2 separate regions of the Sus scrofa genome follow, and region 1 is linked to region 2. Evidence: chromatin contacts called from public HiChIP or PLAC-seq data. All regions are on one chromosome and are shown on one strand. Each heading gives the region's core, a stretch centred on a gene start, on an enhancer-like site or on the middle of the called end of the contact. The rest is flanking DNA. Distances are from core to core; before and after follow the strand shown. Region 1 overlaps PRPF38A (a long non-coding RNA gene). Region 2 overlaps SELRC1 (Sel1 repeat containing 1).

Region 1 (5,040 bases), core at 555-3,054, 270 kb before region 2:
TTTTGGGCCTTTTACTATTTATTGGTTACCTTAGCAAAGAAGCATAATAGGAGCAATTAGCCTCCTGCAATACAGAAGTACTCTACTTTGTTACTGCCTAGAAAAAAAGGAAGTGGACATAGAATGTGAAAATTAGAGTTTACATCGTAACAGTCACAATTGTTGCCAATAGGATGATGAGCTTCAGTTTTTTCATCTGAAATTATATGAATAAAGCCTAACAAGAGTAGTGGTAAATACCCAATGTGATGTTTGTGAAATTCACCATAAAGTCCTGAACGGACACAAAGTAGGATCAGTTCTCCTCTCCACATCACACACACCAGTTAAGAGAGGTGCTCCCAACAAGGTTTCCCTAGCATAGGCCAAAAAGGATATTAATCCAATGAAAGAAATTAGTAGAAATGACAGTGGGGGAACCGGAGGATACAATCTCATTCATCCAACATTCTTTCCTTCCCCAGGTCATCACCGTAGTCACAGACACAGGAGCCACTCAAAGTCTCCCGAAAGGTATGGATTAATCTCTATTCTTTTTTTTTTTTTAATGGCTTGCACCCACGGCACATGGAAATTCCTGAATCCAAGCTGCAGCTGGGGCAATACCAGATTCTCTTACCCACTGTGCTGGACCAGTGAATCAAACCTGAGCCTCTGGAGTTCCTGTTGTGGCTTCAGCGGAAACGAATCCAGCTATTGTCCATGAGGCTGCAGGTTTGATCCCTGGCCTCGCTCAGTGGGTCAGCGATCTGGCGTTGGCATGAATTGTGTTGTGGGTCACAGATGCAGCTCAGATGCCTTGTTCCTGTGGCGTAGGCCGGCAGGTGTAGCTCTGATTCAACCCCTAGCCTGGGAAATTCCATGTGCTGCTAGTGTGGCCCTAAAAAGCAAAAACAAATAAAAACCAAAAAAAAAAAAAAAAAAACCCTGAGCCTCCACAGTGACCCAAGCCACTACAGATAGATTCTCAACTCACTGTGCCACAGCAGAAATTCCAGGATTAACCTCTATTTTGACTCAAGAATTTCACTCTTGGAATTCCCATTGTGGCTCAGTAGATTAAGAACCCGATGTGGTCTCAATGAGGATCCGAGTTCAATCCCTGGCTTTGCTCAGTGGATTAAGGATCCAATGTTGCCACAAGCTGTGGTATAGGTCATAGATGCAGCTTGGGTCCTGTGTTGCTGTGGCTGTGGCTGTGGCACAGGCCTCAGCTAGAGTACCAATTCGACCTCTAGCCTGGGAACTTCCATGTGCCACAGGTGTGACCCTAAAAAGAAAAAAAATATAAAATATATTTATTCAGAAACTAAAGTCTCAATTACAATTAAGTTAGACCTGAAATTCCTTGTATTCTCAGAGATATTTAGGAATTCTTACTAATATCAGGACTAAGTTGGGCTATTGCCCTGAGAATTATTAGAATTATGTATAGATTTTGTGTTTTGTTTTTCCTTATAGGATTGCAGTTTTGAATAAGGGCATAAGCTTTAATTTCAAGAGACCTGGGGTTCAGCCCCAACTTTTCAGTACTTAACAGTTCAGTGACATTGCATAAGTCACTTGCACTTGATAAGCTTTCATTGGAAACCTCTATATGCTCCATACTGTTAGGTGCACTTTTAAACCTCTCAGAGGTCATTTCCTCAGTGGTAAAATTTGGATAGTAATGCCTAACTCAGTGTTGCTCTTACACATTAAAACACCAAGCACTTTTAAAGAACATTGGGTATCATCTCCACCCCCATCAGTGTTAGCAGTTACACCAGTCTTCCTCAAAGGTCTTTGCCCAGCACCTCGAACAGCTGTTAATGATTTGTATGTGTTGCCATTTCAGATCTAAGAAAAGCCACAAGAAGAGCCGGAGAGGGAATGAGTAATGGACTCAGTCTGGTTTTAGTCCAGATGGCCTTCTGTGGAGGAGACAGCATCTGTGTGGGAGAACAAATGAAGATCTATTCCCCAGGCAGCTATGGGAATATTTTAGATTTGTTTTTTAACACCAAGTTTCTTCACTTTTTCTTTTTTTTTTTTAATGAAAGAGGTACTGAGTTTTGTATCTCTTTTTGAATTGTAATCCACATATTTGAGGGATGATGCTTCCCAAAAGCTGCTTTTGACCTCTTTGTATGACCAACCTTGTTTGTACTCAAATTATGAGGGTAGAATGCATTTGGATAGAGGGTACGAATGATGGGGAGGATGTAGCCCCCGGTGACCTTTTGCTATTAAATTTGATATACCCATTTCCTATTTTTCTGTGGTTTAGTTTTGGTTTACTACAGGATTGTAATTCTTCTGAGGATCCTGAGATTTGTGCTACTGCTATTATGGTAAAAACTCAAAGTCAGTAAAATATGTTAGCTCCAGCTTTTATTTCCAGCAGCAGCAAGTAGTAATAAACATGAAATCTGACTGGTTAGCAGCTTTGTAAGAAAAGAATGCATTCAATTGTAAAGCTTCTTCTGAATCATTTAATCCAGTTGCACTGAATATTCAACAAATAGTAACACTTAACACCTTTTATATACTGTTTTTGTACAGTGTTGAATTGAATTCCAGGTTAAGGTACTCAGAGCTTTTATCCTACAAGCATTGCCATTCTCCAAGTCTAGGTAGTAGGGCAACAAGATTGAAAAGTATCTAATGCCACTCAGGGTTTTAACCTGAATTGCTGGACAACAGCACCAATATTCACAAAACCAAAATATACAGTAGGAAGAGACCAGGTTTTAGAAAGGCAGGTAGTGAGAGTTGTGGTAGTAGTGAAATGATGGCATTGTTCAACTTGAAGTTTGATTTGAACTGTGGTGTATCTAGATAAAGCTTAGCCACTGGAAATAAGCACCAAGAGTTGAGCATAGTGACCTAGCTCTGAACTGACAATGTTTAGGTAATTGTGGAAGGTACAGAATGAAATGTGGTTGCCCAGGGAGTGTGTGCATATGTAAGAAAAGCTGATAATAGAATCATAGGCAACACCAACACCAGTGAGGAAGAAGTGTGAATGCCAATTGAAAACTGAAATGAATCATTCCAAGGCAGGGGAATTAGGAGAGACTGGGTTAAGAAGCCAAAGGTGTTAAGGACCCAGAAGTAAAGGAAGGACTGAATAGTGCCCATAGGCATTGATAATCAAGAGGGTGTTGGGATCCTTACCAGAAGAGTTTTGTCTACCTGTACTTACCTTTCCTCCTTTAAAAAGGAAAAAATGATCAAATGACTTTCTGCAGCTCTCTCCTTGGCAAGAATTGCGAAGACCAACTGCCTCACAGGATTTGGTTCTTGGGAAGCCGTATCTGGTCACAGGCTAAACATTCCCTTGCTTGCTGTTCAACTGAAGGATCTTTGTATCAGTATTAAAGCATTTGGGATCATATTTGAGATTCCATGTTCTTCGGTGATTCCTCTCCTAATAATACTTGAGCTAATAAGAGTTGTCCATAAGAGTATTATGCTTCATCATACAATTATATATAGAACTGCCTTTAAAAATTAAATATAAGCACCTCTATCTATATCTGTTACAGAGATTTTTAGCTATTATTTCCTTATCAGAGTGTTCTAAATAGCAAAGTCTTCTGGCTGAATGACCTATGGACCAATCAAGTCATCATCCAGTATATACTGTTAAAATTTTAAAAGTATACTTTATTTTTGAAGTATACAAATTTATAAACTCACCCAAAAATCCCAACAATTTTTAATGCCAGAAATAAACCTTACTGAGCATCAACTATAAAGCAAGTAGAGTGGACACATCAAACCTCTCTCTAGAGGAGATGGAATTTGAAGGACAAACCTTGCTGAAGGATCATTTCTGTTATCTATCTGCTAGCCTACTGGATTTGTGAGGTCTTAGAACTATAGCTTTACACCTTTCTTTGGCCTATATTAAGAGATTCACTTTTGGAGTTCCTGTGGTGGCACAGTGGTGACAACCCAACTAGCATCCATGAGGACATGGGTTCTATCCCCAGCCTCACTCAGTGGGTTAAGGATCCGGCATTGCTGCGAGCTGTGGTGTAGGCTGCAGACACAGCTTGGCTCCCGAGTTGCTGTGGCAAAGGTCAGTGGTTATAGCTCCAGTTTAACTCTTAGCCTGTGAACTTACGCATGCCACACACACACAATAAAAGACACACTTTACATCTAACTTCTGTATACATATATACATTTTGTACTAAAACATTTCAGGAAAAAAATTCTTATTCCTTATGCAAAATACACTCTGATATTTCTTGCACAGTATCAGTTTTATTGTTGGGTACAAACCACTAAATTGATTTAATTTCCCACAATTTTGACAATGTTTTAAAATCTTTGCCAAAACATAAAAAAATTGAAAAAAGCTTTGCCATGGGGCACAATGACCTCTTAATACCAAGGAATGAAGAGATATGTGTTCTCAGGGGAAAGGTAATAATGGAATATAACAACCTAATTTAGGAGTTCCCATTGTGGCGTAGCATAAATGAATCCAACTAGCATCCATGAGGACTTGGGTTCGATCCCTGGCCTTGCTCAGCGGATTGGGGATCCAGTATTGATTGCTGTTAGCTGTGGTGTAGGTCGCAGATGCGGCTTGGATACCGAATTATTGTAGCTGTGGTGTAGGCCGGCATCTGTAGCTCAGAATCGACCCCTAGCATGGGAACTTCCATATGCCACAAAAAAAAAAAAAAAAAAAAAAAAAAAAAAAAAAAAAAAAAAATTTAAAGTTCATTCCAGAGTTCCCATTGTGGCTCAGTAGTAGCGAATCTAATAACCATGAGGTTAAGGATTCGATCCCTGGTCTCACTCATTGGGTTAAGGATCCAGCATTGCCATGAGCTGTGGTGTAGGTCACAGATGCGGCTCAGATCCTGCATTGCTGTGGCTACAGTGCAGGCTGGCAGCTGCAGCTCTGATTTGACCCCTAGCCTGGGAACTGCCAAATGCCACACCTGTGGCCCTAAAAAGACAAAAAAAAAAACAAGTTAATTCCCCTAGCCCCTTTCCATTATTTTTAGTACACTGAGTTAAGGTTAAATAAGCATT
Region 2 (5,002 bases), core at 2,425-4,924:
TTCCAGACAGTGGAACCAGAAAACCAAAAAGCATGTCAGTAAAAAGCAGCCTGGGTGTTTTTCTTGTAACTTGAGGGGGGTGGGTGGAGTGCAGAATCTATAAGCAGTTCCCTGTTGCAAAAGCCTGTTGGGAAGAAGATGGGGCTAAATACAGAGGACGGACTGTACCATGGGGGTGGGGAGACATACGTTAGGGAAAGAATTTTGGCCTTTCCCCTTGAGACAGTGGGGAAGCCTGATTTATAAACTGTAATACAATCACTTTTCCTCAAGCCTGGGGAGGGGCACCAGCTGGGAATAGTTTCCACTCTGGGCCCCCAGCAGGTGCAAGTCTTCTCAGTGACTCTCTCCCCACTGGGGCAGCGGAGAAGGGAAGAGGCAGGAGGCAGGAGGCAGGCCCACCCCCACCCCTCACCAGGCCTGCCTCCTGCAGCTGTTTGATGCCCTGTGAACCCCCGGAGTGCTGAGGCCCATCAGCCCCCTGGATGTGAAAACAGTGACAGCAAAGGCAGCCTATTTTAAAAGCCAGACTGCCTCTCGAGCTAACATTGCCACTTGGAGAGAAAACAGCTATCTAACTGTAAAATCTGGTCCCCTAAAAATCTTCTTCAAGAAATGGTTATCCTATGATAGGAGTTCCTATTTAATCTTCCCAACAACCCAAGTAGAAGGTGTTATTATCCCTACACGAGAGGTGACAAAATCGAGACCTGGAAGGTTGGGTAACTTGCCCAAGGTCACACGGTCAGTGAAAGGCAAAACCCAGGTTGGAAGGCAGGTCAAGACCTTTAGACCTGGTGTTTTCTTGTGGCTGCGTGCATTGTCACTGCAACGGCATGGGTTGCTCCTGCGCTGTGGGTTCGATGCCTTGCCTGAGAACTTTCCGCACGCTGTTAAGACATTTAGACCTAAGAACTGGAAAAAGTCTGGTGCTCCCAGCCTTAATGTAGATTTCAAAATAGAAGAGATCTAAACTCCAATAGGAATGTCAGGAAGCCAAGTAAGTTTTGAAATTTTTCCCCAAAGTGAATACTTGATACTTTTTAAAAAACATAAAATTATTTTTTAATTTGTATCTTCTCATTCTTTAATACTCATATTTGTTATTCTTTGACTAAGTCAGAGTTGCCCACATACACAGGGTCTGAAGCCTATGCATTTTTCCTCTGCCAGGTTGCCTTTTACAAATATTTTAGGCAATTTCATAAAACTTTGACAAAATGTAAAAATATTTCTAAATTAAAAAGAACTTTTTTGTTCCCACTTTGAACTCAGGCTCCCAGTCAATAGGAATGGCTCCCCTGTCCACCTCAGTGGCCAAGCTAAAGAAATCTGTGGGTTTTTTAATCTCATGCTTGACTCCACTCTTCTACTCCCACATACGGCTCTTTAATCCATTTTCCACACCACGGTGAGCTCATTTCCAAACGTGATCATTGCATTCTCCTGCTCCGAACCTGTCAGTGACTCCGCATGACCACAAGATAAAACCCAAATCTCTAGACACCCCTGCCTTCCCCTCCCTCTGTGGGACCCCTGCTTCCCTTTCTTTCTCACAGCACCAAGCAATGCACCGTGAGACTTAGAACACTAAGGAGAACACAAACCACTAGTCAATTATGAAACTCCTTCTCCATTAGACCATCCAGCCCAAGCCTGGAATAGAGAAAAAGTACTGGAAAATTGTTACCCACTGGCCAGAAGACAGAGTCATGATACTGCTCACTGTGACCACAGTGTGAAAACCCCTTTTCAAACCTTGCCTCAAAGGTTGCACAAAAGTGAGAAACTCAGCCATTCTGGCTCTAACAATCTATTTCTTCCCATAGCAACCTAGATGTGAAATGGCCTTGGACCTTGCTGTACAGTGTATTGCTATCCTTTGCATTTTAACAGCCTTTGTGAAGCATAACATTTGGAGACTGTTCATGCTCACTCCATCGTTCCCAGCCCCACCTAAGTGTGTGATGCAAGGAGGCTGGCACCACGGGTCCCAGGCAGGAACTGGTCCATAAAAAAATAACCCAGCACATCTGCCACCAAAAATCAAGTTAACCCAATTCTTCAAAATTACAAAATCCATTATTCCACTGAAAAGATGTGATTCTTAAAAAAACAGTTAAACAACAGCGTATTTGGGCTGAAATATGCTGATAGGTGGTAAAAGACAGTGAGGGTTAAGCGTTTCTTCTTCCATGCTCCAAACTGCATCTCATGAGAACATATTACTTTTAGAACCAAAACCGTCAAGTTTTGCATTTTTACAAAAAAAAATTTTTTTTTTTTTTGTCTGTTGTTGTTGTTGCTATTTCTTGGGCCGCTCCCGCGGCATATGGAGGTTCCCAGGCTAGGGGTTGAATCGGAGCTGTAGCCACCGGCCTACGCCAGAGCCACAGCAACACGGGATCTGAGCCGCCTCTGCAACCTACACCACAGCTCACGGCAACGCCCTATCGTTAACCCACTGAGCAAGGGCAGGGACCGAACCCGCAACCTCATGGTTCCTAGTCGGATTCGTTAACCACTGCACCATGACGGGAACTCCCCATTTTTACAAAATTTAATGTTTACAAAAAAAATTTAGTTTTTTAAAATTCTGGTAAAATACACATTAACATAAAATTTATCATCTTCATGTTAAAAATACAGTTTGGGTGTTTCCCTGTGGCTTAGTGGGTAAGGATCCTGTGTTGTCACTGCTCTATGGCTTGGGTTCCTGCTGTGGTGTGGATTCAATCCTGGCCCAGGAACTTCTGCAAGCCATGGATGCAACCAATTAAAAAAAAAAAAAAAAAAGAACCAGTTTAGTAGTGTTAAGAATATTCACATTTTTGTGTAGGTTAATCTCTAGAACTTCATCTTGCAAAATTTAAACACTACACTCATTAACAACTCCCCATTCCTCCCCTCCCCTTGCCATGTGGCAACCACCATCCTACTTTCAGTCTATGAATTAGGTACTTATGACGTTTAAACAACTTACTAAGTGAAATCATATAATATTTGTCTTTTTATCACACTTATTTCACTTAGCGTAATGTCTTCAAGGTTCATCCATTTCTTAGTTTCCTTCCTTTCAAGGCTGAATAACATTCCCTTTTATGTTTGAACATAAACATATGTTTATCTGGTTCATCTGTTCATCCATTTATAAACATTTGGGTTGTTTCCATCTTTCGGCTTTTGCGATTGCTGCTTTGAAGAGGGGTATACAAATGTTTCTTGGAGACCCTGTTACTAATTCTTTTGGATATATACCCTGAAGTGGAATTACTGGACCATATGGTAATCCTGTTTAATTTTTTGAGGAACTGACATATGGTTTTCCACAGTGGCTGCACCATTTTACATTCCCACCAACAATGGGTAAGGCTTCTAATTTCTCTGTATCGTCTCCAATACATGCCTTTTTTTTTTTTTTTCTTTTTGGTAACAGCCATCCTGATGGGTGTGAGGTAATTATCTCATTGTGGTTTTGATTCGCAATGTTGAGGGTTTTTTTATATGCTTGCGGTCTGTCTACACAGTTTATCTTAAACACTATGAAAGTTACTTTACATTTTAAAAATAAACTCACTTCTGAAACTTCTTCTCTGCTCTTAGGAAAGTCTCTCTCTGATTTCGCTCAACTTGAGAAGCTTGCAGGCTGTCCGTACAAGTACCTTCCTCTACACAGCGAGCCTTCCTCCTAGGACAGCTGCAAAACTGAAAGCCCCAAAGTATTAAGTGGTGACAGAAATACCGATCGTGTCATCAGCAGGAAAACAAGCTCGCCCCCTAGTGTACGTAAGGAAGATAACAGAAAAAACAAACATTCTTAAAAGGCACCATGAAGAACATAATATTCACCCAACCCAGAATCTGGAAAGAACACTAATACCATAAACTACTAATCAATCAAAATGGTTTATTTGTAAGAACAAAATGGGCTACAAAGCCCTTGTTTATAAATCCCCAATTGAAGTTACCTTGGGAATAAGCAGTGCCAGATGAGTGGCTTGGGGATGTGAACTTTTAACGTGTGAATGTCTCCACTAAAGGCAGACGTGTTTTATCCTCTTCAGCTACCCTGAAGCATAATGGTCTTTGTATCACATAGAACTCTCAATCTCTGAATCTGGTGAAAGATCTGACTCTAAAGGCAAAAAGGAAGTCCACACCAGTGGTTATATACGTCCGAAGGTGGCAGTCATACTATTTAACTGTTCTTAGTTTCTTAAACCTGCTATTATGTAAAGCAAGATACTTTCTGATTTCTGAAACTCCCTCTGTGGCACTGTGGGTTCAGGATCTGGTGTTGCTGCAGCTATGGTGTAGGTTGCAGCTGTAGCTGCAGCTTGGATTTGATCCTTGACCCAGGAACGTCCACATGCCATGGGTGCAGCTGAAAAAGGAAAAAAAAAAAAGAAACTTTCTGATTTGCAAGCCCTCTAAACTAAAACAATGTTGATGATGATGTCTGACTCCTTCAGGCCCTGTGGCTGCTCATTTTTCCAACGTCCTGCTCTTTGTCTCTCCTTTCCATCCCCACAATCTCTCTGGCTCACTAGTTTGCAGTTGTTTTTCACAGAACTCAAGAGCTTGAGAACCAAGATTCCATAAATGTGGATGTTTTCACAGAAACCACCAGATAAAGGAATCCCAATTGAAATAAATATTTCAGGCTATATCTCAGTAGGTGACACTCTGGGGCAATGTGTCTGTGTAACCAGACCCATTAAGTTCCAAGTCTTTCTGTTCCAGCAGGTAGACCTCCAAAGGCTGCATCAGAAATAGAGGTGCCAGCCTCAAGCTGTCTGTTGCACAGTAGGGTGGCTACACTACCCAAACGTTAAAGGCTGGACACTTTTCTGCTGTTCTTTGTGTAGCTGCCGGGCTCGATTTTTTAGCTCCTCAGCTTTAGCTTCGTCCTTATCAACACCATCCCCTAGCCTGTACATCCGGCTGGCATTGGCACAGGCCCAGACATGGCCCAGGTCACAGGCTTTCATTGAGTATTTAC

What was found. HiChIP or PLAC-seq counts read pairs in DNA pulled down with a chosen protein or histone mark.
Region 1: a contact with region 2 is called in an H3K27ac HiChIP or PLAC-seq map of skeletal muscle, with 6 times the contacts expected there. The contact joins two enhancer-like sites. A contact is called at or near these places in 1 of 5 promoter capture datasets (fetal skeletal muscle), 7 of 47 Hi-C or Micro-C datasets (embryonic fibroblasts, fetal skeletal muscle, fibroblasts and 2 more) and 1 of 2 datasets of contacts at active chromatin or transcription factors (skeletal muscle).

What each region holds. Positions count from the first base shown.
Region 1 is chr6:159,796,110-159,801,149 of Sscrofa11.1, reverse strand. PRPF38A (a long non-coding RNA gene) reads left to right here. Exons shown (of 10, transcript XR_002345201.1): 9 at 465-513; 10 at 1,838-2,458. Among named protein-coding and RNA genes, the nearest start is that of PRPF38A, 21 kb to the left of the region's middle. Within about 2 kb of position 1,804, at least 1 of the 83 cell types and tissues checked has an H3K27ac peak or open chromatin away from gene starts, as enhancers often do. A contact at or near this core is called in skeletal muscle, where this site is marked.
Region 2 is chr6:159,527,868-159,532,869 of Sscrofa11.1, reverse strand. SELRC1 (Sel1 repeat containing 1) reads right to left here. Exons shown (of 4, transcript NM_001243594.1): 4 at 3,888-5,002. The coding sequence ends at 4,821. Among named protein-coding and RNA genes, the nearest start is that of SELRC1, 19 kb to the right of the region's middle. Within about 2 kb of position 3,674, at least 17 of the 83 cell types and tissues checked have an H3K27ac peak or open chromatin away from gene starts, as enhancers often do. A contact at or near this core is called in skeletal muscle, where this site is marked.